Linked DNA regions of Sus scrofa: region 2 is linked to region 1. A link is a contact called in public Hi-C data. All regions are on one chromosome and are shown on one strand. Each heading gives the region's core, a stretch centred on a gene start, on an enhancer-like site or on the middle of the called end of the contact. The rest is flanking DNA. Distances are from core to core; before and after follow the strand shown. Region 1 holds the start of MARCH5 (E3 ubiquitin-protein ligase MARCH5). Region 2 holds the start of IDE (insulin-degrading enzyme).

The links. A called contact is a pair of places that touch in the nucleus more often than the background predicts.
Region 2: a Hi-C map of fetal skeletal muscle shows a contact between it and region 1, with 2.6 times the contacts expected there. The contact joins the promoter of IDE here to the promoter of MARCH5 in region 1. A contact is called at or near these places in 1 of 47 Hi-C or Micro-C datasets (fetal skeletal muscle) and 2 of 2 datasets of contacts at active chromatin or transcription factors (alveolar macrophages and skeletal muscle).

The regions. Positions count from the first base shown.
Region 1 is chr14:103,869,527-103,873,806 of Sscrofa11.1, forward strand. It overlaps MARCH5 (E3 ubiquitin-protein ligase MARCH5), which reads left to right and starts at 1,782. Exons shown (of 6, transcript XM_001927572.5): 1 at 1,782-2,144. The coding sequence starts at 2,110. It overlaps CPEB3 (cytoplasmic polyadenylation element-binding protein 3), which reads right to left and starts at 1,719. Exons shown (of 12, transcript XM_021073494.1): 1 at 1,544-1,719.
Region 2 is chr14:104,104,249-104,108,528 of Sscrofa11.1, forward strand. IDE (insulin-degrading enzyme) reads right to left here and starts at 2,323. Exons shown (of 25, transcript XM_001925381.7): 1 at 1,814-2,323. The coding sequence starts at 1,911.

The DNA of each region.
Region 1 (4,280 bases), core at 532-3,031:
ATGTATATATACATACACATACATTCTCTTGCTATCACTCTTAAGATGAATAACTTTTTTTTTTCTATTTCAAAGGATTATTTGACACAGCCAGGAAATGGAATTTTCATGAAGATGCTAATATAAACTCTTTTTTTAAAAAAATAAGGTTAATCTGCACACCATTCTGCTATCAATAGAACTGTTATCATATCACTTTCCAATTTGGGATTCAAATAGAAATCTTAAGATGAGGTGAGAACTTCTTTTAGTGTAAATCATGAAATTAAATGGCGTTTGTCCTAACCTATTTAATAGATATTCTAGGATCAAATTCTATTTTTTGAGCAGCATGTATGCATCCATCCTGTGACTGACAATTGCTTAAGAGATAAACACACAGCAAGGGACTTAACACAGTAGGAGTAGCAATAAATAGGCATTCACAATATCAAACACCCTAAATTACTTATTTCTCTCCCCTATCAAGGGCCTGCTTCTCATTTCATGAGAAAAAAGGCGGAAGCATTAATTATAATTAGTCATGTAAATTTCTAAAGCCTTTCATAAAAGTATCTTTCAGAAATTGGAGGCCAAATAAACTTCTAGTCACATGTTATTTTTGTTTTTCTTCCTGGCAATGTACACTCTAGTTCAAATATATTCAGGACGCAAACTTTAAACAGAATTAAGAGCTGATTGTAAAATTCTACGTTAAAAAAAAAAGAGCTTAAAAAACATTTTGATTTGAAGAAAAAAAAAATCAAGCCTCTTGCGGCAGAAATTAGACATAATCAAGGGAAAACTACCAGACGTCGTACCAATCACTGCACTAAAGAACGCCACAGGTCGTCCAAAAGACGCATTCATTTTAACCAACAGCTCCTTTCCTCCCGCCAAAGCTGTCCCTAGAACATCAGAGAACAACCCAAGGAGCGATTTATGATTTTTCCCTTTTGATTCCCCCCCACCTCCATATCCATCCATCCACCTGCCTGGAGGTGTCAAGGCGCCTATAAATGGTTAACAGTGACCAGAAGCAGAGAGAGAAACAAACACCCCTGACAACCCACAGCTGAGTAAGCAAGAGCTGTTTATTCACGAACATGTTCCATTTGGAGACTATCGGAGAGCCCTTGAAAGCCCGGGCACATTTAGAAGGTTCCTAGAGAGGGAGAAAATAATCTTTCCCCCAATCCCACCTCCCCTCTCCCCTCTCCCCCACCCCATCCCCCGGGGCAAACATACACACTCGGGTGGGAACCATCTGGTCACGGCAGCCCCTGTCCTCCTGACCCCTCAGGAATAACACTAGAGCATCCGACCCTTTGCGGGGGTTGTGTAATTCCCCAAAATGGGTTCAGATGCGGCAGAGGCTGGCCCCTGCGCCGAGAGCTTCAGAAGGCGCTTCTGCCACCCCCACCCCCGCCACGGCCCGCCCGGACGCCGCGGCCAGGACTGGGGACCCTGCTGAGAAATGGCTCTTTAGCCCCCACCCCTCACCTGGCTCGGTCCCACCTGAGCGCAAAAGCGGAGAGAAAAGAAACAGGCAGGGAGGGCTGACCTTGATGCTACTGACAGTGGAGCGGCACATCCTGCTGCTTCCTGGAAAGCGGCCCGCAGGACATTTTTCCCCCTGGAGGAAGGAAACGGGAGGGCGCCGGCCGGGCGGCGGCGGGCGCAGCGGCGGTGGTCTGGGCAGGCTGTGCAGCCTCTAGCGGGGACGGTCCGAGGACTACATCTCCCAGGCTGCTCTGGGCCGCCTTGCGTCGTGACCCCGGCGCGCACGGAGGCGGTGACTCTTACCTCACAGAGGTAGCTCCTCCGCCGGCAGCAACTCGGCGCCCGCGGTCCATGGACCGGAACCCCGGGCCGACGGGCAGGAACCCGGGCCGCGATCGCCGCCTCCCCGCCCCAGGCTCCTCCTCCTCGCTCCCCACCGCCTCCTCCGGGCGCCCGCGGGCCGCGCACCGCCACCGCTGGGCTCGCGGAGCCGCCCCGGGAGGCTGGCTGGCGGGTTCGTGGCGGCCGCTGGACTGAGGCCTACTCCGCCGCCTCTCAGTGCTATTGTCCCTGGGCCCGGCCCTGACCGGGCCCACTGGGGAGGCGAGTGCGCCGGCTCAGCGGAAGATGCCGGACCAAGCCCTACAGCAGATGCTGGACAGGTACGGACAACCTTGGGGGAGGACGCGAGCCGCGGACTCTCGCTCCGGCCCTGCCGCGCCCAGCCTCGGGGCTCTTCGGAAGCGGAGCCCGGCGTGCTGGGAGGAGTTCCACGGCCTGGGGGCCGGGTGAGGGGCAGAAAGTTTGGAGCCCATACGTGGGAGAGGACAGAGCGGGTGGCCTGGATGCGTAGACCTAAAGCGAAACTTAAAGAGTGCCGTGTAGTATTGTTCGAACGCCGTTGAGAAGTGAGAGGGGTTCGTATTAACCCACAGAATTAGTTTCTTTTTCTTACTCTTCTCCCCTCCCCCCAAACTTTGTTGTAACGTGTTTGTCAGTGATGTCACTGGCAAGGAGAACCAGACTCTTTTCCTGGGGAGTGATCCCCCTCCAATTTTAATACTTATTCCAAGATAAGCATTGTTTTGGAAAGCCTGATAGGCTGATTACATTTCTCCTAACTCCCCCATCCCATCCCCACCCCAGGCTGTAAGGTCAAGAGTATCCGCAAGGGACTTTAACGGTCAGACCAAAGTAGAGGTTATGGAAAACAGCCATGAGTCCAACCCTGAACACTTAGCATATTTTACTATTCGTTGAGTTCACAGAGCAAGTTTCATCTTATTTTGGGGCCAGCTCCTGGGGGCTCCAGGGGGTAAAATTCTGTGAAATCGGCTGCACCGCCCTCTGCTGTTCATATTCTAGTCCGTGGGTTCTATCAAGAGTTTTTGGGGATCGGTAATCCACATTTCCCCCTAAACCAGGACATAACTTCCCAGCATAGCCAATGCTGCAGGCTAATAATGCATGTTTGGTTGCCTACACCTTTCAGTAGACCACTTGTCCCCTTGTTCAGCATGAGGTACAGCTCTTTGTACTGAGGGAAGGTCCAACTGGAAGGTGTTAAATGAAAGGCCTCGCTTAAATGAGATATACCCAATTAAATGCTGTTTGGATCTGCCCCACCCAGAACACACATCCCCCAAGAGTAGGCCTCCTTCCAAAGTGACAGACGTTTCCTTTGGAGCTTAGAATTTTGAGATGTCTAAGTTGATAGAAATCATGGAACTGACTTGTTTATTAGTTGGGGTGGCCCAGTGATTAATCCAGCCCTTGTTTGATGAGAGCATTCAGGTCTGGTTGGTTGTGTTGACTACTCCCTTCATGTAAGCAGTTTACAACCTCCTGGAAGATGGCAGCTTACTCATTATTTATTTTGAATCCCACATCAGAGCCTGGTACTCAGCAGGTCCTCAGTATATATGTATTTGTTTTTTGAACAAATGCATGAACTTTTTGGTCATTTTCCCCAATTGTCTAGGGGTTTGATAATTTACCATACTCACAAATTTCATAGGATACTGAAATATACCCAGAGAAGTCCACCTTTCTGCCACTGCCAGTTCCAATCAAATGAGACCCTATTCTGGTGCAGGGTATTTTGTAATTAACTTTTTTTTTTTCCTCTGAGGGAAAACCACTTTTATGTAGGTGACTTTTAGTAAACTTTTGTGTCTGACTTTCATATGTTCTTTGGAGATTTCCATAAAAGTTAAAAAAAAAAAAAAAAAAAAAAAAGAAAGAGAGAAAGAAAGAAAAAAGCCAAGAAGTACTAGTGAGGCATTTAAAACATCTCAACAGGAACTTGGAAATTCTGGCAGCATATACTGAAACAAGTGACTGTAATTCTGGCTTCCCTCATCTTCTGTACTTCTTGTATATACCCCAAGAAAGATTCTTAAGATGACATTTAGAGATCTTGATTATCTAATCAGTATTTTGCAACCTGGCCACATGTTAGCATCACCTGAGAAGCATTTTAAAATATGGATGGATTCCTGGCTCTGCCCAAGACCAGTTAGTTTACAAATTTCTGGAGAATGGGACCTGAGCATGTATATTTTCAGACACTTTTCAAATATTTTTTGTGGTTGAAAACCACTACAAGAGATAGTACAGCTGAATGAGATAAGCTTGGGCAGAAATCTTGATGTTCTTATTTTTCTGCTTACCAGCTATGTGACTTTGCACTCAAATTCTAAGGCTCCACATCCTCATTTATAAAATGGCAATATCCTACCTCACCAGATTGTATAAATGAAACATGTTTAAGCACTTTATAAACAATGAAACACTAT
Region 2 (4,280 bases), core at 1,073-3,572, 240 kb after region 1:
CGGAGAAGACAGAATTGTAAATAGGACATATACAAACCTTTTAGTTGCATAAAACTTAAAATTGATGCCTTCTTTAAAATTACAAATCTGTACACTGGAGACAAGATGGAGCAAAATACAGCCTATTAACAATTAAAAACAAAGTGTTCTGACATGAAGGAGGACCAGGGAGGTACCCCACCTGTGCTCAGCATCTCCACTTCCCTAAATTCAGGGATCTTTTTCCATGCTGTAATGGATTTTGTGGTGTAGTGGGAAATAGAAGAGGGAAAGTTCCACAGATTCTTCATTTACATTAGGCTTTCTTATTATCTTTACTACTATCCTAGTTCAGGCAGTAGAAACCAAGTCCCAAGCAGTTTCTCTGCCTCAGGTCTCTCCACTCCCTTACAATCCTGCACACAGCCACCAAACTAATTTCCTAAACTACCAGTTCATTACATCACTTCCCACCTCAAAAATTTTGATGGCTCCCTACCTACTATTCTCTGGAAAAGCTGCAACTAAAAGCCAAAGCCCGGGCTAGCACGATCCTACTTTTATAACACAAGACTTGTTTCCTCCTAATGTCCCCAAGTAAATTCTCTAAGGGTCCAACTAGACTAATCTGCTCACTGTTCTCCCAACACGGACCAACTAACCTGCACACCTAGGCTAGACTATACCCACCCCTGCCCACCTTCTGCCCTTCCTTCAAAGGCCAGCCCAGACCCCTCTCCCATCTCTGCTCCGCAGCGAGCTCCTAAGACACGTCCTGCCAGTCTTCTGATTCTCTCAAACACACCGTTTTTTTTGCTGGCTACACTCTTCTGGCATCTTAATTCGCTCCAACCACTCTGAATGCAGACCACGTTCCTTACACAGAGGGTCATCACTGTGCCCTGCCTTTAGTAGATCCTGGATATTTTTTAAACCAGAGGAGGGGTTCAAATCTGATGTATCCAAGTTAGGCAAGACAAGACTACCCAGCTTTGCCAATTCCTGTTTTTTCACAGTAAAGGGTATATTCAGCGTTCGCTACAAGACTGAAAATTTCCCGTATACACAGAGTAGCCAAGAGGAGAGAGCACGCCACCGGATGGCAAAAAAAACGTGCGTCCCATCCCGGTTCGTGCCACAACCTGCAATTGTGGGGAAATCACACAATCTCTCCGGGCCTCGGTTCTCAGGTGTGAAACAAGGGAGCTGCTGTGAAGGATCCTACGCATCTTCCGGCTCCCAAATTCTCCCTACAGGAAAGCCAACACTGGGCTACTCACTAAGTGCAGGCAGGCAAACTTTTACAGATCCCAATGCAGGGATTTCCTTATAATAGTGGAAACTCAGTTCGCACAGGAAAAAGCACGGCTGGGAAGAAGGTGAGAAGCGGTCGTCCTGGACTCGAATTCCTTTACCTCACGGCAAGGGACCGTCAGCCTCGGGTTCCCAGCCCCTCACTGGCAGACTCCCCCTGCCCCGAAGCGGCGCGGCCCAGCGCGGCTCCCGGGAGCGGGCCGGGGTGACTCGGCGCCCGTGCGCCAAGCCCCCCGCACTTGTGACACACGCCCCGTGACCCCGGGTCACAGCCTCCGTCCGCCCTCACCAGTCCGTAGGACGCCCTCCTCTCGGGCCAGACTCCTCGCTCTCTCCCCTCCAGCCACCCTTCTGGGCCCCAGGCGGCCTCAACACGGCCGTCCCGGCCCCGGCCCGCAGGACGGGGCGGCGTGAGGAGCGGCGGCGGCGGCTTTAAGTGCTGAATCACCACTTTGCAACCCGAGCTCCAAACCGCCGTGACCCACGGGCCCCGAGGGCCCGGACGCTCCGCTCCGCTTACCCACAGAGGCGCTCCAGGGGCGGCAGGCGTGCGCCGAGGACGGAGCGGAAGGTGCTGGGCAGCGCGGGGTGCAGCAGCCACGCTAGCCGGTACCGCATACCCCAGCGCAGCCGCCGGGATCACCGCGAACGCTTCCTTCTTGCGCCGGAGCCGGCCTTGCTCACTGCGCATGCTCAGTACGCAGCGCCGCGCCGCCTCCCGGGAGCCGCCGAACCGCGGTCTCTCCGGGTTTTGCCGGGAGCCCGACAGGGGCGGGGACGGCGGGCGGCCAAGGCCGGAGCTAGCGGGCTGGAAGGAGTCTCGCCGGGTGCTGCGGCAACCCAGCCACCAGGCTTCCCTGGGCGGGGAAGAGTCCGGCTGGGTCACGGCGGGCGCACGCGTAAGGGGAGCGATGTGTATCTGGCTGTGTTAGTGGAGGACTGGGAGCTCATGAATACCGTGAGGGCACAAGGGGCGGTGTTTCCCCAGGCGCCCCCGTTGGCTGTCGGCAGCAGCAGTACAGGTGTTGGAACAAGGTCAGCCGACTAGGCGACCTCACGGAAAACCAATCCGCGGCGGCGCGCGGCCCGCGGGCTCCCTCTAGAGCTCGGTAAGGGCGTGGACTGCGGGGTAGGGGCGAGGGAGAAGTTAGACCGAGGGTCCCTGAGAGGGAGGCCGGCACCCTGGATTTCCATCTGGGAAACCGGCAAAGTGGAGATGGGACAGGCTACAGCAAAATCAGACATTCGTGGGTTTACAAATCCAGAATAGAAACTACCATTCTGTGCTACTACTATATTTAAAAAAAAACAAACGCTCACGCATGAATGTAGTACTCCTACTGTTGTCAATGTATTTCAGTCCCTTTTTGCATCTGAGAACAATTTAATAGTTACAAATCTCACTTTCTGTTACATTCTTTTACTGGGGTCTTTAAGGAGAGCTCAATTAGGGTTAGCAATTTCCTGGTTTAAGTGCTTTTAAGTTGCTGATGTGGCAGACGAAGACTGCAGCCAAAAACAGTGCTTTGAATACTATTATTGCTTCAAATGGGAATTCAGGAGAAGGATCCTTTAAGGGGTTGCTTCATCAAAGAGGTACTCGGGGATCTTTTTTTCTTTTTTCCCCCCACCGCACCCATGGCATATGGAAATTCCCAGGCCCGGAATTGAGTCCAACCTGCATCTGTGACCTACACTACAGCTACAGCAACCCAGGATCCTTAACCCATTGCACCACAGTGGGAACACCTGGGAAATCCTTTCTATCATATAGTTTCAGCTAAAGGCAAATCTTGGAGGGATGAAAACCGAGGTAGCAAAGAAGAACTAATCCTAGTGCGTGTAAGGTAAAAATTCCACACTGTTACATTTTAGCTCCAGCCCATCTATCTGTATTGGCTTCCCGTGGATGCCATAACAAGTTACAACAAAATTAGTGACTTAACAGAAATTTTTTCTCTCACAGTCGGAAGGCCAGAAATCCAAAATCAGGATGTTGGCAGGGCTGCACTCCCTACAGAAGATCTTAGGGGAGAAACTCTGCTTTGCCTCCTTCAGCTTCTTTTTGGCTTGAGGCCGTATCACTCTAATGTCTGTCTCCACCTTTACAATGCCTTCTTCTCTGTGTGTCTTGTCTTCTTTTGTCTCACAAGGACATTTGTCATTGGATTTATAGCACAATCAGGTAATCCAGGATGACCCCATCTCATCCTTATCTTAATTACTTCTGCAAAGATAATTTTAACAAATAATAACACTTGAAGTCTCCTGGGATTAGGACCTAGACATTTCTTTTGGGGAGCCATTACCCCACATTTCCGCCTCTGCCCCCCACTTCCACCAATTCCATTTTCCACAGCTGTCAGAGCTAATTGATGCTTACAGCAGTACTAGCTTGTTAGTGCTCTAGCAACTTTCAAAACCTATTGAAAAGGCATTGACTTTATAAAACTTCGCCTTAATGCCATTTCTCACATACCCCATTGGGGTTAACCATTCCCTGATCAGAGCTGCTACTCTCTAAAGGCACTTATTTGAATCTTAACTTTCATAGACGTAAACATCAACAGATTAGGAATGATGTCTTTTTGTATCTCACCTGGCAGCAAGCACAGTGGTTAGTTAATGCTTGTCAAATGCACGTTTGCTGAATCTTATTAAGTCTCTAGTTGTAAATACCATTTATGGGAAATACAGGGGACAAATATGTTAAATCACACTGTTGGTATACAATCAAGCAAAATTTAGAATGTTTGTAACAGTATACAACAAATGACTCTATTTCTTCAACAAATAAATTGCAAAATAAGAAAGAAAGGGAGGCGAAGCCTATGGATTGAAGGGGCCTTAGAATTAAGAAGCTATGACAAGCTGTTTACAAAATTTTACATGAAAATGCAAAGGGCCCGGAAGACCCAAACCAATCTTGAAGCAGAATCTGGCACACTTATACTACCAAACATTAAGAGTTACTATTAAGCTGTGGT